Linked DNA regions of Mus musculus: regions 1, 2, 3, 4, 5 and 6 are each linked to region 7. The links are chromatin contacts, called in public HiCAR-type, HiChIP or PLAC-seq and promoter capture Hi-C maps. All regions are on one chromosome and are shown on one strand. Each heading gives the region's core, a stretch centred on a gene start, on an enhancer-like site or on the middle of the called end of the contact. The rest is flanking DNA. Distances are from core to core; before and after follow the strand shown.

Region 1 (2,700 bases), core at 17-2,516, 850 kb before region 7:
CAGTGCTCCAAAGTGCTTATGAGAAATGAACTTGAAGCTCCAGCCTGGACCCACTGAGTCTGAGCTTGTAATTTAGTAATGAATGTCTACGCTGCCACTATGAATCGACTGGCAAAGGTTTAAAATAAGACCAAACATTCCAAACTCTGCCACTAAGTATAGACACCTACATAAAAGGCTGAAGAGGTGTACAATTGCCATAGAAAAATCAAGGAGCGTATACTACACAAGCTTCTTCAGCTTACTTAAAATACTTGTTAGGTTCGAGTTAAAATAGTTAATCAAGAATGAACGTGTTCAGAAAATTGGACCCTGCCAAATAGGTGATTTCATGATACCATCACCTCCATAATCCAGCCAGAATTTTTCTAAACTAAAACAGGCACATGAAGCGGAGTGTTAACACTTCAAACCTTGAAAAATTCGGGATCGGGCTTCCCCCAGTCTGCGTGTATCATTTGTATACCTCCTGTCACACAACGTGCCTCAAAGGTACATTTACAAAAAACACACACAAAGCAAGGTCCAAACATCAGAAAGCAACCATCATTATTCTTCTTCCCAATGCTGGATACTGCACAGTGAATTTACAATAGGCTGCACACATCCAGGTTCCCTCCATTACCTCAAAGCTGGACAGTTGTTGGCAAGGATAACCAACTTCGCTTTGCCTTGTCTGATCATCTTCAGAGTCTGCTTGTAGCCCAGCACGTACTTCCCACTTTTCATAACAAGTTGGAGCCTAGAGTTGATCGACTCCAGAGACTTTTTCTACAATGCAAACGTTTGAGACTTGAACACCACTTGCAGTCATCTAAAACCAAACTCAGTTCCAGATTTCTGGAACTGAACCCTTTCATGATGTCTGAGACCATACAAAGAGCCTCTCGGATTCACTTTGAGACCCTGAAACGTCAGCGACAAGTCGTCCACCCAGTGTGCTCAAATCTATCCGCCCCGGCCCGACCCAGCTCTCCACGTGAACCGGCTTCCGGGCCCGATCGGCTTCACTCACCGTCTTCTTTGCGGCCACCATCTTCCTGCCTTAGGTGCGGGACAACCCCCAACCTAGCATACACAGAGGACAGAAGAGAGGATTATAATCCAGAGCGTCAAACACCAGCTAGCGGAGCTCCCCGAGCCGCCTAATCGTTTACCCCGCAGAGCTCACTCACCAACACCAGCCGCCAAGATGGCCGGGGAGCGAGAAAGGAAGGAGCTCCCACAATGCAAAGCTCTTCTAGGCCGACAGAGGATTGTGGGACCGGAAGCGGAAGAGAAGCCGGTCCGGGTCACAAGCAGAACAGCGCTTGCGAGAGTAGTCTGCGGTAGTTGGTTGCTATGGGGACCGGGTTACAACGCAGGCTGGGCTGCTGCGGCGTCTGGGCTCCGGCCTTCGGTTCTGGGCGTTTGTTCTGCTGCAGCGGGCTGACACCGCGGAGAGCCGGAGCTCGATGGGAGCTGACGACGAGGCCCAGGGCTCCGTGGCGAGGCGGCAGCGACCTGGCCTCTCCTGGGCTGGTCTCCGCCTGACGTTGTCTTGGGCGTGCTCCGGAAGGACCCCGGGCCGCCGGTTTACCCCGTGACTGCTCACCAGGAGCGGAGGCATCTCTGTCCACCCGCCGCTGATCTTCCTGTTTGCCGCTCCGTAGGACACACACCCCTTTTGCGGCGGTTTTATACCGTGTACTTGGGAGCCTACTTTGCACAGGGACCACAATTGAAAAAAAAAAAAAAAAAACCTGGTGAAGTGGCTGACGGGTAAATGCGCTTGTCGCTAAGTAGACGAATGAGTTCCAAACCCACGTGGTGGGAGGGGAGCGCCAAGTCCAGCAGGTTTTTCTTTGGCCTGCGCTTGAATGCTCACATACGTATACAGAAGTAAAGAAATAGTCGCAATACGAATAATTTAAAAAATCATTTTGCTACGAAACTTGGGCCGTTGTATAAATGTAGCATTCAAGGAAAAAAAAAAAAAACCTTGAAAGCCTCTACTATTTACGCACTAGCACCAACGAAAACCCAGGGCTGTTGAGATTGTTCAGTCAGTAAAGTGTGCTTGCCTTGCAAGCGTGGGGACCTGCATTTTATGCCTAAACCTCTCTGTCAATCCCCAGCCCCCAAAAGTCTGGCATGGTTGTGCACACTTGTAACTCCATTTGTGGAACAGATTCCCCAAGGCTGGCTAGCCAGCCAACCTAGTCTAACCTGTCAGCTCCAGGTCTCAAAGATCTTGTGAAAAATAAGGTGGACAACTACCGAGTAAGTACCCAGAAGTTGACCTGTGACCTCTGCCCAACTGCACAAGCACCTGTGCCACCAAATTTATATAAGCATGAAAAAGGAAACCCAGGGTAGTAGGTAAGCTGTATGGTGAGTTACTTTGCCCTGGAGGTTAGGAAAGGGAAGAACAACCCTGCCTCCCCTTAATTAAAATAACTTTAAAAACATCCATGAGTCATGCGGGTCGAGATGATCTATACCTATAATCCCACCCGGAGCTGGCAATCTCTGTGAGTTGATCTTTTGGAAAAAGAAAAAAAACGGAAACTAAAACATATTACTTAGCCAACACACACACTCTATGAGATAGTAACTGTGTTATTCTCACATTTTTACAGCTAGTGTATTACAGAAGTATGAATAGAACCAGGCCTGCAAATTAGGGTTTTTTGGTTTTTGTTTGTTTTGGTTGAGTCT
Region 2 (3,060 bases), core at 254-2,753, 800 kb before region 7:
TTCTTACACATTTTTGAATCAGCTAAATACTTGGCATGCACTACACATCTTCTACAGTACTAATGTTGCAGCCGAAGAAAATCTTCAGTTTTGATTGACAGCAAAGAGACACTGTGTCAGAAATGACTTTTTCAAAAGGAATTGGCTCTAGATACGTTTTAGTGAAGACTTAGAAGTTAGAGAGGAGAAAGTTATATAAGATACAATACAGTGATTTTTAAAGCTGAGGTATTTTGAGGAACAAGGTTTTAAGTTAAGTGTGCTGGTCTTCACGTCAGCACTAGGAATGCTCAAACAGGAGAACAGCAGGTTCTAGGTTAGTCTGAGCTACAAAGTTAGTCTGTCCTTCATAGCACCCACAGAAGGAAGTGAAAAGAAAGTACCATTTCTATTTAAAAGCACTTCTGGTAAGCAGAGATAAATGCCAAAGGGTAGTTTTTATTTTTCCAGTACATATATGGTTAGCTCTAGTATATAGGATAATCTCAGAAGATCACCTTTGGTGTTACTTGCATTTGATATTAGTGGTAAATAGGCATGGATAAACCATTCATAAGCATCATTGCATTCCTACACGTTATAGAAGCCAGAGACTAGGATAGACATACAGGTATTTGCTGAGTACTGTCCAAATGAGACAAGCATATCTTGTAAATTAAGAAAGGGTTAGATCAAACTTCATGCTAGTAAAAGAAGCCTGTCACAGAGGACCAAACAGTGTATTATACTTTTTATAGCAAACGTCTTTAACAGATAAACCCTATAGTGATGGAGAGGAAATAAATGGGTGGTTGTAAGGAGCTGGGGAAAGATGCCATGTGGAATAAATGCTAATGGTATAAACCTTATTTTAGGTTGGATGTAAATGTTTTGAGAATAGAAAGTGATGATGGCTACACAACTTTTGGGCATAGTAAAAGCCACTGAATTGAACCCACTAACAGAATGAGAATTCTATGGGTTGTTTATTCTATCTTAATAAAATTGTTACAAAAACCAAAACTAGAAGCCACCAAGACGAAAGGCAAGGGGGTTGGGGTGATGCCACTTCTAACCAGAGAAAGCATGTAGCAAGCTCGCCTTCGGGGCCCCGGCAGCTCCAGATGGGGGCAAGATCTTAGGAGTGCAAGTTTCTGGTAGCACCAGGGCTCCCCCATTCTCTGAGGGATTTGGATACACTGTACTCTTTCTGAACTTAGTTTCTTCGCGCGTTCTAAGACTCTCTTTTGCTCGGACCAGCAGGGGCCAAAGCTCCAAACTTGCAACACTGCACCTACCTGGTCCTTCAGAGCTACAGTAAAAAACATTACCTGTAGGGACCAATGGCCGCCGGGGCTTTTGTGGTGCTGATCACCTTTCTGATTATGGACGACATGCTAATCCTTCCCTCTTGAAGACCCTCCAGAAGAAGAAACGATGGTAAGTAACTACACCCACTCTTGTCCACTGACCAGACAGCCCTAGGCAAAAGAGTTTTAGTTCAGGGACAGCCCCGTGCGAATTCGCACGGCCCGATGGGAATTGTAGTTTACAAGCGACTCCGGGACACGTGGAGGAAGAAGCCGTGCTGCGCACGCGCCCTCAGCCCGCTCGCTCACCCTCTGTGGTGGGAGCTTCTAGGGATCTCAGAACCTTGTCATTCTTACCGGCGAAGCCCTCGGAACTTTTGGCAGGTTGGTGGTGAGGCACTAATGCTTAGCCGGGGCCGCCAGCTCGCGGGGGCCTCGCGTGGGGGCTTGCCCACAGTGGCGGCTTCGGCTTGCGGCGCTTTTCACTTGGGGAGGTCCATGCTGCCCGGGCGGGCCCTCTTGCAGTCCAGAGCCTCAGGCTCCTGTGCTCGTTTTTATGCTTATCGTTGCCCTGCCAGGCGGAATCCCCTCTGGGAATGCGCTTGTATCCCTTTCTGGGTACCGTAAAGGACAGGGATGGGTCATTCCGGGGAACCAAGCAGAGGTGTGGGTTGTCTGCCTTTCGCCATCCCGTGCTTCCTTTCTATGCATGATCGCCTCAAGATTTGAGCAGACCGGGGTCTGCTTTCCGGAGGCGAGTCATCTTCTCCTAGCTCACGACTTCAGCTTTCTCACTAACGAACCTGGGTAGATAAGAAGATGTACTAATTAGTAACTGATAATATATCATAAGGAAGTATATTTAAAACAATTCTTTAGTGTAGCTGGTATAATTTTGCCTTTTGAGAAAGATAAAAACTAATTTTTACTCTCTAAATAGATGTGTGTATGTTTATTTTTTCATAAATACGAGTTTTGGTAGAGTATTTGATACTGCAAGACATAAAGCATCTAAAGTGGTTTTGTTTGTTTGTTTGTTTGTTTTGTTTTTGTTTGTTTGTTTTTTGAGAGGGTTTCTCTGGATAGCCCTGGCTGTCCTGGAAATCACTTTGTAGACCAGGCTGGCCTCGAACTCAGAAATCTACCTGCCTCTGCCTCCCGAGTGCTGGGATTAAAAGCGTGGGCCCCCACGCCCGGCTTTTTTTTTTTTTTTTTAGAGCTGATTTGTTGTTTGATTTTTATAATAGTCAGTGATGAGATGCTATTTTGCCTAAATATGTAGTACAGTCGGAACTATAATTAGGGCCAGTTGTTGGAAAAGTCTATCTCAATCCCAAATCCAAATTAATGATTTAAAAAATATAAAATTTAACCCAGCAACTCAATTTCAAACTAGTTTTTTAAATCAAACAATGCAGCCCAGCACAATCCAAAGACGTGCGGCATGAGAACAATTTAAAGAGAAATTTAGGCCTGTTTTTATATCATTGTTTCCTTTTTTTTCTTTTTCTTTATTTAATGTACGAGTGCTCTGCTGCATATATATCTGCCTGCCTGAAGAGGATATCAGATCCCCCTATAGATGTTTTGTGAGCCACCACGTGGTTGCTGGGAATTGAACTCATGACCTCTGGAAGAGCAGCCAGTGCTCTTAGCCTCTGAGCCATCTCACCAGCCTGTATAACATTGTTTCTTAAGAGCATAAACCTGTATGTACAGTAAGAACACTGGGTTCATAACTTGCCTGGGATCTTGGCTGAGCTGTTTCAGG
Region 3 (2,871 bases), core at 104-2,603, 990 kb after region 7:
ATGGAAATGACTTGAATTACAAACAGAAGCACTAGGATGTGCAAAGAGACCGGTTTATAGCAAAACCGGAAAGGGAAAAAAAGACAAGTATCTCGTCACACTACATACAATGAAAAGGGTCAAGAAATTCTGGTTAAAATATTAAATAATCAAAGACTGCCAGGTACGCGTGCGTATACACAAACATACACAAAGTAGAATGAGGAAGATCAAAATATTTTGAAGGCACCAACCACGGAAAGGCCCGCTTTCATACCTCCCGTTTGCTATCATTTTACACCAGCCTTTATAGCCAACCCTAGGTTTGAAAATTGCAGCTGCATTTAAAGGCCGTCCTATCATTACCAACATTTTGCGACATTCTCAACCCTACACAAAGTAAAGCACCAGTCGTGTATTTCTATCTCCAAGGGCGCCAACAAGCAAAAATTAAACCTTTCTTTTTCCCATATATAGCCTTCACCATTCTCTTCCCTCTTTTATTTGCTGCCCTTGTCTCAGGATTAACGAACCTAAACCACTTCTTCCCATTAGTGGAAATGGAAAAAGAGAAGAGAGCGACAGTAGAGCGGAATCCCAGACCGAAGGAAAAACTGGCAATTCAAAGTGGTGGCCTCACTCGGGGTGAGGGCAGGGAAAACCCCAGACGTGGAGTCCGGAAGACCCCCGTTCATCCCCAGGCTATACGGCTTTCCGCGCCGGTGCCTGCTTGTGTGCGCGATCTCCGCTCCCGAAGGAGGCGGTCATCTCCCCGCCGCCCTCCCGGGCCCCAGGCGGCAGGCTTCGGGGGCGAAGTCCGCGGCGCCCAGTGTGCGGCGAGGCCCGGAAAGCGTCCCGTTAGAGGCGATTTCACCCGTCAGGAATGCGCTCCGCCCCCGCCGCCTCCCCACGGCGGCCGCCCTCGGGTCTCGTCCGCTCCGCCGCCCCGGAACGCTCGGGGCAGCGCCGTGGACAGTCACAACACCGACGGGGCCACAGGCCCGGCCCCCCACGCCCCGGCCCGCACCCCGGAGACGGCCGCAACGGTCTCCCGGCCCCAGACCGAGGCCTGAGCGGCGCCTTGAATCCCCATCCGTAGGGGAGCCGCCCGGCTCCCGCGGCTCCGGCGCCTGCCGTACCTCAGCTCCTCAGGGCGGCGGCGGCGCGGGGCGGCTGGCGAGCAGGCCCATCCCGCGGAGGCAGAAAGCGGAGGCAGAACGGAGGACGACTTTTCAGCACCGCCGCGGAACCTTCTCAGCTAGGGCGAGAGCTGCCGGTGGAACGGTTGCGGGCGGCCGCTTTCCCGAACTCCCCTCTGTGACTCCAGTCGGACCGTCGCAGCCGGGAACCAACACAGCAACTGCCATTCTCCCCCGCCCTCGCCCCCAGGCCCCGCCCCCTCCACTCCCTCCTGCCCCACCCGGCATAGCCCCGCCCAGCGCGCCTTGCGTCTTGGCGTCAAGCCCCGCCCCGCCCCACGTCGACCAGCCGCGGTTATCTCTGGGACGCGGTGGTTCCTTGGCTCCAGCACGTTCGCCTCGCACTGCGCGCTCTCGCCGCCGGCCCTCCCGCGGGCGGCGACTTACTCGGAACGCGCCGGGCAGTGGGGCGGGAGACGCCCTTCTTGTAACCCCGACCCCGTCTCCGTGAGGTGATAGGAAGGGACGGCGGGAGCCGCGTTCCAAGTGGAGCGCTTCCTGAGCGACAGGACCCTGACTTAGCTTTTCAATCCTTTGTTCACCTGCTTGATTGGCAACCCTCGGGAGAGCAGAGCCGAGTCGTCCCCAAAGAAATATCTCAGGTCTTATCAATGTCTGATACAGTAGGAGTTACTTTGGCCCAGCCTGTGTCTTCCATTCCCCTCCAGCTTTTGATCCAGTCGGACACCCTTTGAATTTTTCACCTACATAAGACTTGGTATAGAGTTAGTTAAATAAACAGATCCCTTTCCTGTCCTGATCCCATCCTCTCCGTTTATTTCTCTTGGGGACTTAGATCATTTCCTTAGAATCCTGAGAAATGGATGTGATGGATGCCAAAATGTCCATCCACCATCTGTTACTTAATCTAAATATATCACTCGATCCTTATTTCAGTGTGTCTAAACTAGAAACTCACCAAGGAGCCATATTTTTTCAAACCCCACTTGGCCTCTTTGGTAACACAGTAAATTTTTCCCAGTTAGAAACAGGCTAGGCGATCTAGGGCTAAATGTCTTTGACCATACATCTTAAAGGGAGTAAGTATGGATATGATTTCCATTTATTGGAAGTTGAGAGCCATTATGTGTATACCTTAAAATGCTATCAAAAGGCTGCATTCGATGCCCAATAATCTACAGGACACTTTAAGCCTACGGATAGTGCAAGAGTAGCTTTGCAGTACAAATGGAGTAATGACTGGTAAGGGTTTTGAGTAAAGAATTGTGCAGAATAACAGTGGTCCTGTACTCTCTATAGTCATCATAGTTCTGAGAAATTAAATTTCTGTCTTCCTAGAAATTGGAAGGGTCTGCTGTTACTTACTAGTCCAATATGCATATCCTGAGAGAGATATACCTGAAGGACATCTCCACTTGAATCTATGGAGGCATCTTGTATTAGATAGTTTTATCTTAACATGAGACAAGCTAAAGTCGTTTGAGAGAAGGGATCGTCAATGAAGAAAACACCTCCATGAGACTGGGCTGTAGGAAGCCGTAGGACATTTTAATTAGTGATTGATGGAGAGACAGCCCACTGTGAATAGTTTCATCCCTGGGCTGTTGGTCCTGGGGTCTATAAGAAAGCAGGATGAGCAAGCTATGAGGAGTAAACCAGTAAACAGCACCCCTCCACAGCCTCTGCAACAGCTCCTGCCACCAGGTTCCTGCCATATTTGAGTTCCTGTCCT
Region 4 (2,785 bases), core at 135-2,634, 820 kb after region 7:
CCTCGGAGCCAGACAAGCTCCTCTGGACTGCCCTTTCCTGACTTAATTTTCTCCTTCTGAGGGTGTCACTCTCTCGATGTTCTAAAACAGATCGTCCTGAAGGTGGTGAGAGCCAGCTCTGTGGTACTAGTCATCCATGTGCGAAAAACATTTTCACAGAAAAAGCAAGTGCTTGAAAATATTTTTACCACAATAAATCGCTAGTTCCACATTTCTCTGAAAAGAAGAGGGGGAGGAAAAAAACCTGTGAATAATTAGTGTTGTGCTTAAACTGCCAGCCTAGCACCAGTGAAACTTACTGGTGCCAAATTATTTAGCTGAACAGTATTTAAATTAAAAACTAATGACTAGGTTAATTTAACACATGTCCATCTTTGCTCTAACTCTGTCTCTGCTAATTGAGCTCCAAAGCTGTATTTCAAACATGAATCCTCATCTGTGAATAAAAACCATCTGACTAACTTGAATATAACAAGTTGGTTACCAATAACAACTTCTTTTAATCTAACTTTTATTGATGTTTTAGATGCTGAACTATAAATTGTTTACCAGACATTCAACAATGAATGTCTGAAGGAGTACTGTGCCACATGGAATGTATAGAAGAATATCCTTAGTTAACAAAGTGAGTTACAGTAGATAATCTGAGTGTTTCATGGGACAGCTACGGGGCTTATCGAAACACCCATAGGTATATAAGTACTGAACTAAGCAGTTACCCGGCATTCTGTCAGCATGCCTTTGAAAATCTCTTGAGTATTTAAATCGTGGCAATGGAAGACCCAAACCCTCCATATTCCCTAGGACCACCTTTCTCCATCCCCCACTACCCAACAGCTCCTTCTAGCATATAACTCTTTCATAAAGCTGCAAGAAATTATAATAGTTTACAGATTAAAAAGAGTGTGGAGAATCGGGCCAACAAGGAGTTATGGTAAAATTCCTGAAGTGCATAGCTAAGCAAAGTCTGGCAAACATATGGCATACCTATCCTTGCGAGGAGGGTATAGAGCAGGCCACCCCTTCAGCTTCTGCAAACCATAAATGTCACAAACATTTGAAACCACCCACAGAGAACCAACCTAAATCTATGTGGGCTCATCTACTCAATCCCACAACAGTCACTGAGCATAAAACACACAAAACAAAACCAAAGGGAAAAATGTTTTCGCACTATAGCACAGAAGAAAACCTAACGAGCAAACACTTGTCCATAAAGAGTTGACAGAAAGGAAAAAAAAAACACCCAGACACCAAATGAAAACAATATCTGAATGTGAACTTGGCTCGAGAACAAACACAACGAAGTTATGAAAGCTAAGATTTGGAAAGTGCCACGATCATTTATAACAGAGGCAACTGTCCTGGATTTCCCTCTTCAGAAACAGCATGGGGGCAGGCTACCAGCCATCGGGCTCGGGAGCGTAATGTCCCAGGAGGGTAATGGTGGAATGGAAGGAAGTGGGAGGGGAGCCAGAGGCTGATTCATGGCCCATTTTTGCCTTGGCTATGTCCCTACAAAGGTGGGATGGGGTCTTAGAGGGCTCAGAAGATAGATTTCCCTAAGACCCTGGGCTCTTTAGCTATATTCTCAGGCTCAGAGTGTGGTTGTGGACAATGTGATAAGGAGGTAGGAGAGGAAGGGAAGGGAGAGACTAGAGAAAGAAGCATTCTCTACTTCAAAGATTTTACATGAAAGATGTAGAAATGAGAAATAAATGATCCTTAAGAAGTTGGGGGACCCAGAACTTGGGAGGCAGAGGCAGGTGGATTTCTGAGTTCGAGGCCAGCCTGGTCTACAAAGTAAATTATAGGAGGGCTATACAGAGAAACCCTGTCTCGAAAAACCAGAGAGAGGAGAGAGAGAGAGAGAGAGAGAGAGAGAGAGAGAGAGAGAGAGAGAGAGAGAACACTTTTCTGTGTAGCCCTGGCTGCTGCTCTAGGACGATAGGCCAGGCTGGTCTCAAACTCACATAGATCCACCTGCCTCTGCCTTCCAAGCACTGAGTTGAAAGGCATGTTGCCACCATCACCTACCTGGCTAAATTCTCTTTTTTTACACAATATGAATGTGGGATAAGATTCATCCCACATTCATCAATATTATGATTTTCTAATTATTTGTCATAGGAAATCATCTTAAGGGAAACTGCTACAGAGATAAATTCTTTCTTCCTTTCCCCCTCCCTCTCTTCTAACACAGTACTCATTTCCCAGCCTCTGCCTGAAAACCTCCTGATGAAGGAGGGTTTACCACCTTCCCTTTGAAAACTAGACTCATATCAATCCTGCCTCTGGATTCACGGGGTATTAACACATTCCCCTTAACTAGATCTCGAGGTCTTTAGAAGGGTTTACCCTATTCCACCACTGCCACCAAGTCCCTGCCACCGAGTCTCAAGCCAGGCTAAACACTCAACTTCTTTCAACCCTTTCTCATCTGACATGGTTTCCTGAATGTTCACAGGCTGAGTCTCCCAGAGACCAGCTTGGGAAAGCTGCTCTCAACATATGAGACCAAGATCGCAACACAATGTTCCAAATGTGGTCTAACAGTTCAGTCTTTTCCAAAAAGCACCACGTGCCTTCTATGTTCCAGACTAATATTTTTTCTTGATCTGAACTATAGTTCAGTTAACGCACACTAAAAACACATTAGCTTTTTTTACTTCATTTAATGTATTAGGGTAAGCACAGGCAACGACTATCTAAATGATCTGTTTCTCTTCCCTCACTAGTCCTACAGCAAGGCTTTCTGGGCCATGTGGCCTTGGGTGGACCCTGC
Region 5 (2,711 bases), core at 56-2,555, 870 kb after region 7:
ATACCCAGGCTCGGTTCCCAGCTCACATCCTCATGTTCAATAGTGTCTCTATGTATGTCTCTATGGGCACTGTACTCATGCACATACACAGACATACATAATTAAAAATAAATCAGAAAAAAACCACTATGTTTTTTCTTTTTAACATTTATTTGTGGGTGACACACATGCAAACATAGCATGCCATAGAAGTCATTTCTCTCGTTCGGCCACATGGACTTAGACATGTATGGTATGTAAGTTAAATATGTAGTTTAAATATTACAAAATAACCTGCTACAAAAACCACAAGATCCGAGGCTCACTGCTATAAAGCAAAGTGATTTTTAAGCCTCTTCCGCTTTTGGGCAGTTTTGACTTCTGATCCCCTGTGCTTATGACTAACTTCTGCGCATGCCTGGTAGGACAAGATGATTAAGCTCTGCTTTCTACAAATTGCTCCAAATAGTAAGTTACAATGTTTCCTCTCATAAATCACTTTCTCCTGAAAAAATATTAATTCAATCAATTTGCGAAAGTTAGAGCATGTGCATTTACTGTATTGTATTGAATTTTATTCCATGTGAAATTTATTCTAAAAGTGACCTGTTCTGCCACTTCACCACTAGGTGCCTCACCAGCATAAGATTTGGGAAATGGAAGCTAAAAACCGTTGGGAATAAAGTAGGAGCCCTGATACACGCTCCCTACTTGGGAAAACCAGAGACTCTGTCGCTGCCTTCATCCTCATCTTGCTTATACACCAAAATGCCTGCTTCAAACTTTGAAAATTATTCATGCAACCACAGGCTGATGAATCAAACAAACCTTTTGATGGCAAAAAAAAAAAAAAGTTCTGATAAATCACTCAGAACTCCTATCTACAAAGACTTACGCAAAATAAAAAAAAATAAAAATAAAAAAAAAAGACTTACGCCCTATACAAGTCAGAAAACTGCTTCGTTAAACCGATGCTCTCATTAAAGTGGAATATCTTACCACCAGTCAACCTTGAGTTCTTAAGACATGTCAAAGTAAGGTAGGCTTCCAAACAACAAAGTCTGTCATCTTTGCCTTTAAAGTTCATGCCGAGGTACCACCACTTAAGAGAAAAACCTCAACAATTAACGGAGCCCGGAGCAGCGCCGGGACGGCTTCAGGAGGGGCAGCGGCTGGGAAGGTCAAGTCGCTCGGAATCTCTCCGCCCCGCAGCAGCCGCACTCTCCGGCCTCTCTCCAGCCAGTCTTGGACCTGGGGGAATCTCCCGACTAGAGACCAGAGATGCCCCCCCACCGGAGCTGCCGAGCCGTCTGCTGCGGGCGGGACTAACGGTCGTCACCCGGACGTGCGGGCGGGCGTGCGGGCGGGAGACGCCCCTGGGAGGAGGGCGGAGCGGCTGCGGGCCGGCGCACCTGGGCCGCGCCGCCCACCTGAGCCGGGAGCCTCGGCCGAGCCCGCCCCTGCCACCTTTCCCCGCCCAGGGCACCACCCTCCCCACCTTCCGTCTGAGCGCTCGCCCCGCCTCCCCGCCCTCATCCCTTCGCAGCTCCGCCCTGCTCCATCCAGCTCTCTGTTGGTCCCTGCATCACTGCGTGCGACCAGACTGGAGGGACGCATCGGTTAGAAAACCTGCAGTGCCAGGCATCATCCCTGGAAGTGTTTCGCCCGATGTACAAAGTCAAAGAATCCTATCAACAGCTTTGGATAGTAAAGGCGTAAATACAGCATAAGGACGGAGAGGTTGACTTCCTAACTATTTGATTTTGGGTTAAGAGAGTGGCAGTGGTCCCTGGGAGTCCACTTGAACTTGTTAGGTAGCCAAGACTGTCCTGGAACTCCTGATTTTCCTGCCTTCATCTTCCAATGGCTAGGATTACAGGAGTGCCCCAATAAACCCAGCAACACCCCCCAACTTTGGTTTTGGTTTTGTGTGTGTGTGTGTGTGTGTGTGTGTGTGTGTGTGTGTGTGTGTGTGTGTGTGTTTAAGACCGTGTCACATGAAGTCCAGGCTGGACTTGAACTCCCGATCCTCCTCATTCCACCTTCCAAGTTCTGGCGTGTGCCACCACACCTGGTTAATGATTTTTTTTAAAAATAGTTTATGATTTTGCCCTCGTTTCTACAGTGAACAAATATATAAATTTTGTGAATAGACAAAAAAGAAAAAAGTTGTGAGTCACACCTCTATAGTCTCTGCAGTCAGGAGGCAGAGGATCTCCATAGAGACCAGCCATGTCTACATACCAAGTTTCAGGTCAGCCTAAGCTACATAGCCACTGACCTGAAAAAAAAAAAAAAAAAACCAACAAAACAAAAGTTATGAATAAATGAGTGACTGTGTTTATTGGTTTCAGACATTCCTTTTTAGGGATCAGAAACAGCCAAGAACCTATCACACCAAATACATTTAAAGTCTTGGCTTTCATTCAGTGTTCCAAGAATGCACAGCCTGACCCCCATCGCCTGTCTAGCTGGTCTTCTCCGAGCAGAGACTCTTTTCTTCCTGGGACCACTGCAACAAGACATTCCACCTAGGCAGTGTTCAAAGTTTTATCTTCTCCAAATTGACACAGGTCTCAATCAGAACCTCAGCTGCCACCTTTAAGCTAGTAACAACCACTACCCTCTTCTCTGAGGATTCTCCTTAGCGTTGACAAATAGGCTTAAAATACCCAAACTCAAAAGTAAGCTCAAGCTACATGCTATTCATGCAAAGATGAACAGGGCACAGT
Region 6 (2,703 bases), core at 81-2,580, 750 kb after region 7:
CCAACTCCCATTTTTTTTTGATTTGGCTACTGAAATGTGTGCTGTGGATGTAATAGAATTTGACAGCTTTCCCCTCAGACTCTGCATTTTTGTCTCTCTTTTTCCCCTCCCCCTCCAATGGCCCCATTACTTTTAGAAAAATTACTGGCTGACTTACATGTAACTATATTGTTAAAAATTTTTAATAGTCATTACAGTTTGGGGCCAGTGAGAAAAGAGAACAGAATAATCAGGATGCTATTGTTAGATATAGTTACAATGTGACTTATGGTGATTTACATTGTTACATTGTTACATTGTGATTTATTGTGCTTGCATTATTTTTACTACTTCTTTTATTCTTTGGATTATAATAGTTTTAAGAAAAATCAACAATTCTATCATTTAAGTTGAAGATTTACTTTAACTCTATCCTGGTAAGATTATGCTTTTATATGGAATGCTTTTAACCCATTTTAAATGAATAGTTATATTGCTTCTTAACATATTCATGTTGCAATGTTAGGAATGGAAGTCAGTGCCTCGCGCATGTAAGGCAAGTGCTCAACCACTCCACGTCACCCGTGGATACCAACAATCATTTTATTGTTTTGACACAGAACGTCATTCTGTAGCCCTGGCTGGCCCAGAACTCACTATGAAGACCAGGCTGGCCTCACCTTCGCCTGCCTCTGATTCTTGAGTGCTGGGATATTTTTGTTTTCTTCTTAATAATGAAATTCTTCTGACTGAAGATTTATTTTATACATCATAAAATCTACAAGTGCCCATGATATTTTAATAATGCTTAAAGATATTTTATCTACATCTATTTTATACTGTAGCAATTTTGGAGCAAACTTTAAAAAATATTTTACTCAATTCAAGTCACATATTCAACCTCTTTTACCCTCTTAATTTCAAAAAGCAAATAGGTTTTATTAAATTTACCAAATGTATATATTGAAAATAGATTTGAATCCTGTTGGGATTCCCCAGAGTCACTGTCATTAAGTAGGCAACGATGCAAGGACACAGTGCTCCCAAAGTACCATTGTAGCGGGACAAATAAATTATAGCAGTGACTAAATGCCATTACTGACAAGGCATTAAATAAGTTCTTGGAACGAACTGCATGTGACCATCAGTACAAATGTTGGACACAGTTTTGCAAGAAGTACCCTAGGAACTTGAGGGAGGAAAGAGTAATGAATTCCGCCTGGAGAGGGGTAGCCTGCGCTGCAGCTGAAAGGGAAAAGCACCAGGCCGTGGTGAGTGGTGGCCATTAACCCAAGCGCAGGCATAGATGCCTGTCACTCCTTAGCAAGGCAGAGCCATGCTCTCTGCACAAACACTTAAGACTCTTAGCATCTGCTCCGCATTAAGATTACAACCCTATAAATAGGAACAAGTATGGATTAAAGTGGGATGTTTATTTAAAACCCACTCAACAAAGACTGTTTTAAGGCCTGATTCTTAAGACACTAAAACTTAGCCATTTAACTAAAACCTGTAATTTAAATAAATAGAAAATAATGCAAAATATAGATCATAATAATATAAAATATATGCTCATTATACTTAGTATTTCAATAAAAATATAACAAAAACAAACCTTTCAAAAGATCGCCTCCCTTCAAGAGGCAGCCGGGAAGAGAGCTTCCTGGCAGACCCAAGCATCCTCTGACTTTAGGAGAAACCTTTATCTTTGCTCTAATTTGAACGAACCACCTAGGCCTCAGTTTTCATGACCCAGAGGGTAACCCTCTGGAGCCTGCAGACTCACTAACAGGACTATGCTCATCATACTTGCTAAAAGCACAATAAGCCATTATACAAAAGCATCCCATTACAGCGATTTTAATCATCTACAAAATCACAGTTGCTGTAGTTGCTTTCAAGCTAAGCTATAATTTGAAGTTCAAGGGTGGGGGTTGGGGGGGATAAGAATGATGTAATTCACTGGTGCCTCTTGTGACATGTTCTTTCTATATAATCCACTCTCCTGATAAGTAAATGACCACGTGCTGTAAGCACAGCTCGTGTGACAAACCCAGGCTTTCATGACTAAATAGACATATATATGTCCCCAGTGCTGGGGACCAAACCTGGGGCCTCAAGGGAAAAGCACACGTTTAAAGGTCAGCCGTATGCTCCATGGTTGAGAGGGCAGGAGCTCTGAGGAACAGGGCACACTTCCACAACCGGCCTGCAGAAGGAGGTTTAGATAATGATGGTCAGGGACAAGTCGGGGGCGGGGAGCACCACTGGGGTGGGGAGAGCACGTGTGTGTGTGTGTGTGTGTGTGTGTGTGTGTGTGTGTGTGTGTGTGAGTGTGTGTGAGTGTGTGTGAGTGTGTGTGTGTGTGTGCGCGCACGCGCGCATGTAATACTTTGTTTGAGGGAGTAGAATTTATAAGAGGAAGAATATAATTACTTGCCTTCCAAACTCCAATTTTCCTGTCGTGCCTCTGCAGTAACAGCTCATCCGCTATGTCTTTCATCTGTGTCTGAAGCAGAACCAATTATTTTATCAACATATTCAGAATTGTGTTTTAACAGCTAAGAAACAAGGCAAAGGTTAGGTTAGATAGGGAAGGAAGGACCTACAGTCAGTGTTTCAGGCGGCTCCTCATCGAGACCATCACTAAGTGCACTGCTCTGAATGTAGGCAACAGAGTGCATGTAGAACTGTCCTCATGCCAAAATGGAAGCCATAGAGGGC
Region 7 (3,010 bases), core at 487-2,986:
CTAGAAAGCACTGGCTCAAAGCTCAGGTCACCAACGGTGCGTGTATGTCCTGGGGGGGTCTGAATGTAAAGAAAGTTCCCTCCAGTTCTCTAAATTGAGAAAGGCTGTTCGAAGGAATGAGGTGGTTGGAAAGAGGGAACCGCAGGCATCCTGGGAGCTGAGGCTCAAGACCAAGCGCTAAAATGAAAGCACCCTATGGAACTCACTCGAGAAACGGTTTTTTAAACCCCCAACTCTTCCTAGGCGTTCTCCTGCGTCCATCAAATTTATTCTGAAGTAGTTAAGCACTACAGGATACTGAACACTCCAGTCTCTGTCCCAGGCTCACTTCCTAATCCTTGCGAACCTACAATTGGTGAAGATGGCCTGCTAGTCCTGAATTACGTTTTACCAAAGAAACGAAAATTAATATTCACCTTGACAAAAATAAAACAAAAGGCTTTTACCTTAATGGGATCGTTTCCGTAGTGTCTGCCTGCCTTCCTGCTTGGTCTTTGACGATTCGGCTCGGCTCGTAGCTTTCTGCTTACACCTATCCATCTCCTCACATAGTTGAGGTTATTGTAATTGTCCTTTGAGGGGGCGACCGAAAAGCATCTTTTGGTGAAACACGTTTGAATTGTACAGTTCCTTTAAAAGATCTATGGTTCTGCAAGCACCAGCTAAAGTGTCCTCAAGTGGTTTGGGACGAGGGACAGTTTGCTTAGTTCTGTTCCGGCGGCGCGTTGCGTCTGAAAAGAAGTTGCTTCAAGTGGATCTTATCGTTCCCTGACATCCTTTTCCAGAGGGACTGTAATACCCTCTCATTTACACGCTCACAAAACTAAACCTTTAGGAGAACTAAGAAACCTAACAGTACATGTCAAATTCAATCAATTTTCCTGGCGGCTGAACAATGAACTCAATTTTTGCTGAGAATGAAGATAATGCACGTTTTGAGGCACTGGAATAGTTTTTTCCTAAAATTTAAAAAAGATTGTTCTTCACCCATTCCAGATGGGCAGGTTATTGTTTGCCAATGGATTGCAGATGCCCACTCCTTTGCCTAAGTTGGTTAACTGCTTATGAAATGTACATTAGCTGATTAAAGCTTAGATATTGAAAGAAATTTCTCCCGGAACATCCAGATGTCTCTGCACTAATTATGAAATTAGTCAATTGTCACCTTCATAAACAAACTTCGTTTTGAAAACAGGGAGGAAACCAGACTACACACATAGTCACAATTGACCAAAAGTATGGGCAGAACTGTTTTACATAGGAGGAAGGGCGGTATATGCTGGAAAACAAAATCTAAAACTGATAGCTTTGGCCCTTTGAAGCAGATGATCATATTAAAAGTGTTAAGATGTGTAAAATGACGCGACAGCTAACCGAGTAAAAGTACGAAATGCCCTTTGGACTTCTCTGCGGGCTTGGGGGAGCAAAGATCCAGTAGTCGGACTTCTATCGGTGTGAGGAAAGTGTCATCCAAAAAGAGGGGATGGGCGTTGTCTTTGTGTGAGGTTTGAATTGAGTCACCTTGGGCTCTGTGTCTGGGTTAACTGGGAAAACCTCAAGCAAACCTGCGCCTTTAAGACTCAGTTGCTATCCAAACACAAGTAAACAGAGTGGACCATTAGCGGGCGCCGGGCTTGGAGGCGGAGCCTGGGCGCTGCAGCCTTGCTCCTCTGCAGGACGCCCGCCGCGAGGGGAGGCGGGGCCGCTACTAAAGCCTTGGACTCCGGGCCAGGGGCAGCCTGGGGCGGGACGCGGGCTGGGACGGAGCTCAGCGCGCTCGCAGCCGGAGGGTGATGGCCCTGCAGGGCTGCGGGCTCCGACTTTACCCGCAGTCCGCGGTCAGAAACTGGCCCAGGCACCGGGATCTGGGCGAGCTCTGAGCACTCATCCCAACACGCTCGCTCTTTACACATCCCGCTTCCACGGACTGCCGAAGACCAATTACCGCTGTCGCTTTCGCTCCCCCAGATCATGTTCTCGGTTCCCGGGACAACGCGCCGAAAAAGAAGTTCTCCCAGTTTGGACCTCATGACCTTTCCAAGCTGTGCGTCCTGCTGTCCGGACCTAGTCTGAACCGCGCTGCCCAGGCAGACATCGGTTCTGGCGGTGAGTGTCCTTTCCAGGGCCAGGCTGTAGCCTTCCAAAGGAAGGGAGGGATGTGGGTGCTCAAGGGGCGCCCAGGTTCTCAGTCTGGAGCGCTACAAGTTCAGAAAATGAAAGGCAGCCGTGCGGACCCTAGTCCCGGGCCTCGTGTTCTGGCCTCCTCCGGTCCCTGCACGCGACTCCCAGCTAATACACTCAGTTGTACTTTTGTGCGCTGTCCCTTAGTTTGGTTTTGGTAGATTTACGCATTCGGCAAGATTTATAAAGGCCGATCATCGTACTTTGTGGCCAGATCCCATCACCCCGTGATATTGCTCCCCTGCTCTAGAAAGCGGGATCCACGCTTCCTCCTACTGCAGCTCCGGCACTCAGCACGGAAGGGCCGGGACACACGGTGCAATCAAGCCAGCGACTCCGAAGGCGCATTTCACAGGGGAATAGTCCAGTCATGGGTGATTATTTTTTCCAACCGTGTACTGGCCTCTTGCTTTTCCTCCTGCTCCGGTCTTCGCCCAGAGGCCAACAGGCAAGCTTCTCAGGAGCTGAGACGCTTGGGTTGTCGAGAAATAGCTCGGAATGGAGTCGCGGTTGTAGGAAGGAGGCAGGACAAGGTGTTTGTGGAGGCAGCAACGCTGGATCGGTCTCCCCACCTGTGAGCAGAGAACAAAAGAGTTCTGACTGCTTTCGAAGCGAAACTGGGTGCAGACAGCAACTTTCTCTGCTCCACAAATTCCAGTCTTGAACAGAACAAGAAAATGAAATGGAGAGGGAGGGAGCGGAGACAAACCCAGTTTATGCGGAGGGCGCCTTAATTTAATTAACTCTTCGGGAAGGCAGAGGCACGGGGAAGGGGCAGAAACTTCGTGCCCCCCCCCCACTTGACCAAATTCTCCTCCCCCACCATGAT

Evidence for each region. HiCAR-type assays count read pairs that join an accessible place to other places. HiChIP or PLAC-seq counts read pairs in DNA pulled down with a chosen protein or histone mark. Capture Hi-C pulls out chosen DNA fragments and counts their contacts.
Region 1: an H3K27ac HiChIP or PLAC-seq map of embryonic stem cells shows a contact between it and region 7, with 2.4 times the contacts expected there. The contact joins the promoter of Rpl30 here to the promoter of Osr2 in region 7. A contact is called at or near these places in 2 of 39 promoter capture datasets (liver and pre-B cells), 2 of 115 datasets of contacts at active chromatin or transcription factors (astrocytes and embryonic stem cells) and 2 of 9 other capture datasets (adipose tissue and liver).
Region 2: a promoter capture Hi-C map of liver shows a contact between it and region 7, with 2.9 times the contacts expected there. The contact joins the promoter of Rida here to the promoter of Osr2 in region 7. A contact is called at or near these places in 6 of 39 promoter capture datasets (the C10 cell line, embryonic stem cells, neural stem cells and 2 more), 4 of 115 datasets of contacts at active chromatin or transcription factors (astrocytes, embryonic forebrain, embryonic stem cells and 1 more) and 1 of 9 other capture datasets (liver).
Region 3: a contact with region 7 is called in a HiCAR-type map of astrocytes, with 5 times the contacts expected there. The contact joins the promoter of Rnf19a here to the promoter of Osr2 in region 7. A contact is called at or near these places in 5 of 39 promoter capture datasets (cranial neural crest, embryonic stem cells, hematopoietic stem and progenitor cells and 2 more), 4 of 484 Hi-C or Micro-C datasets (cerebellum and embryonic stem cells), 5 of 115 datasets of contacts at active chromatin or transcription factors (astrocytes, embryonic stem cells, extraembryonic endoderm stem cells and 2 more) and 2 of 9 other capture datasets (adipose tissue and embryonic stem cells).
Region 4: an H3K4me3 HiChIP or PLAC-seq map of embryonic limb bud shows a contact between it and region 7, with 4 times the contacts expected there. The contact joins the enhancer-like site here to the promoter of Osr2 in region 7. A contact is called at or near these places in 8 of 39 promoter capture datasets (3T3-L1-derived adipocytes, the HPC-7 cell line, cranial neural crest and 5 more), 1 of 15 datasets of contacts at CTCF or cohesin (large pre-B cells), 1 of 484 Hi-C or Micro-C datasets (bone marrow-derived macrophages), 17 of 115 datasets of contacts at active chromatin or transcription factors (craniofacial prominence, embryonic forebrain, embryonic hindbrain and 7 more) and 1 of 9 other capture datasets (embryonic stem cells).
Region 5: a promoter capture Hi-C map of liver shows a contact between it and region 7, with 8 times the contacts expected there. The contact joins the promoter of Fbxo43 here to the promoter of Osr2 in region 7. A contact is called at or near these places in 23 of 39 promoter capture datasets (the 3T3-L1 cell line, 3T3-L1-derived adipocytes, the C10 cell line and 14 more), 2 of 15 datasets of contacts at CTCF or cohesin (both in embryonic stem cells), 43 of 484 Hi-C or Micro-C datasets (the C2C12 cell line, CD8 T cells, DN2 thymocytes and 38 more), 27 of 115 datasets of contacts at active chromatin or transcription factors (the 230-238 cell line, acute myeloid leukemia, bone marrow-derived macrophages and 19 more) and 3 of 9 other capture datasets (adipose tissue, liver and macrophages).
Region 6: an H3K4me3 HiChIP or PLAC-seq map of embryonic limb bud shows a contact between it and region 7, with 6 times the contacts expected there. The contact joins the enhancer-like site here to the promoter of Osr2 in region 7. A contact is called at or near these places in 10 of 39 promoter capture datasets (the 3T3-L1 cell line, 3T3-L1-derived adipocytes, the C10 cell line and 5 more), 4 of 115 datasets of contacts at active chromatin or transcription factors (craniofacial prominence, embryonic limb bud, forebrain and 1 more) and 1 of 9 other capture datasets (embryonic stem cells).

The regions. Positions count from the first base shown.
Region 1 is chr15:34,442,010-34,444,709 of GRCm38.p6, forward strand. Rpl30 (ribosomal protein L30) reads right to left here and starts at 1,267. Exons shown (of 5, transcript NM_001163485.1): 1 at 1,176-1,267; 2 at 1,016-1,068; 3 at 626-771. The coding sequence starts at 1,036.
Region 2 is chr15:34,493,743-34,496,802 of GRCm38.p6, forward strand. Rida (reactive intermediate imine deaminase A homolog) reads right to left here and starts at 1,504. Exons shown (of 6, transcript NM_008287.3): 1 at 1,311-1,504. The coding sequence starts at 1,375. Pop1 (processing of precursor 1, ribonuclease P/MRP family, (S. cerevisiae)) reads left to right here and starts at 1,569. Exons shown (of 16, transcript NM_026340.3): 1 at 1,569-1,673.
Region 3 is chr15:36,281,794-36,284,664 of GRCm38.p6, forward strand. Rnf19a (ring finger protein 19A) reads right to left here and starts at 1,354. Exons shown (of 10, transcript NM_013923.2): 1 at 1,119-1,354.
Region 4 is chr15:36,111,762-36,114,546 of GRCm38.p6, forward strand. All of the region lies in intron 3 of Rgs22 (regulator of G-protein signalling 22), which reads right to left. Among named protein-coding and RNA genes, the nearest start is that of Rgs22, 27 kb to the right of the region's middle. Within about 2 kb of position 1,385, at least 7 of the 459 cell types and tissues checked have an H3K27ac peak or open chromatin away from gene starts, as enhancers often do. A contact at or near this core is called in embryonic limb bud, where this site is marked.
Region 5 is chr15:36,163,556-36,166,266 of GRCm38.p6, forward strand. It overlaps Fbxo43 (F-box protein 43), which reads right to left and starts at 1,306. Exons shown (of 5, transcript NM_001081253.2): 1 at 915-1,306.
Region 6 is chr15:36,040,786-36,043,488 of GRCm38.p6, forward strand. It overlaps Rgs22 (regulator of G-protein signalling 22), which reads right to left. Exons shown (of 28, transcript NM_001195748.1): 20 at 2,420-2,488. Among named protein-coding and RNA genes, the nearest start is that of Rgs22, 98 kb to the right of the region's middle. Within about 2 kb of position 1,331, at least 6 of the 459 cell types and tissues checked have an H3K27ac peak or open chromatin away from gene starts, as enhancers often do. A contact at or near this core is called in craniofacial prominence and embryonic limb bud, where this site is marked.
Region 7 is chr15:35,294,362-35,297,371 of GRCm38.p6, forward strand. It overlaps Osr2 (odd-skipped related 2), which reads left to right and starts at 1,737. Exons shown (of 4, transcript NM_001368665.1): 1 at 1,737-2,106. It overlaps Gm52178 (a long non-coding RNA gene), which reads right to left and starts at 1,673. Exons shown (of 3, transcript XR_003951500.1): 1 at 447-1,673.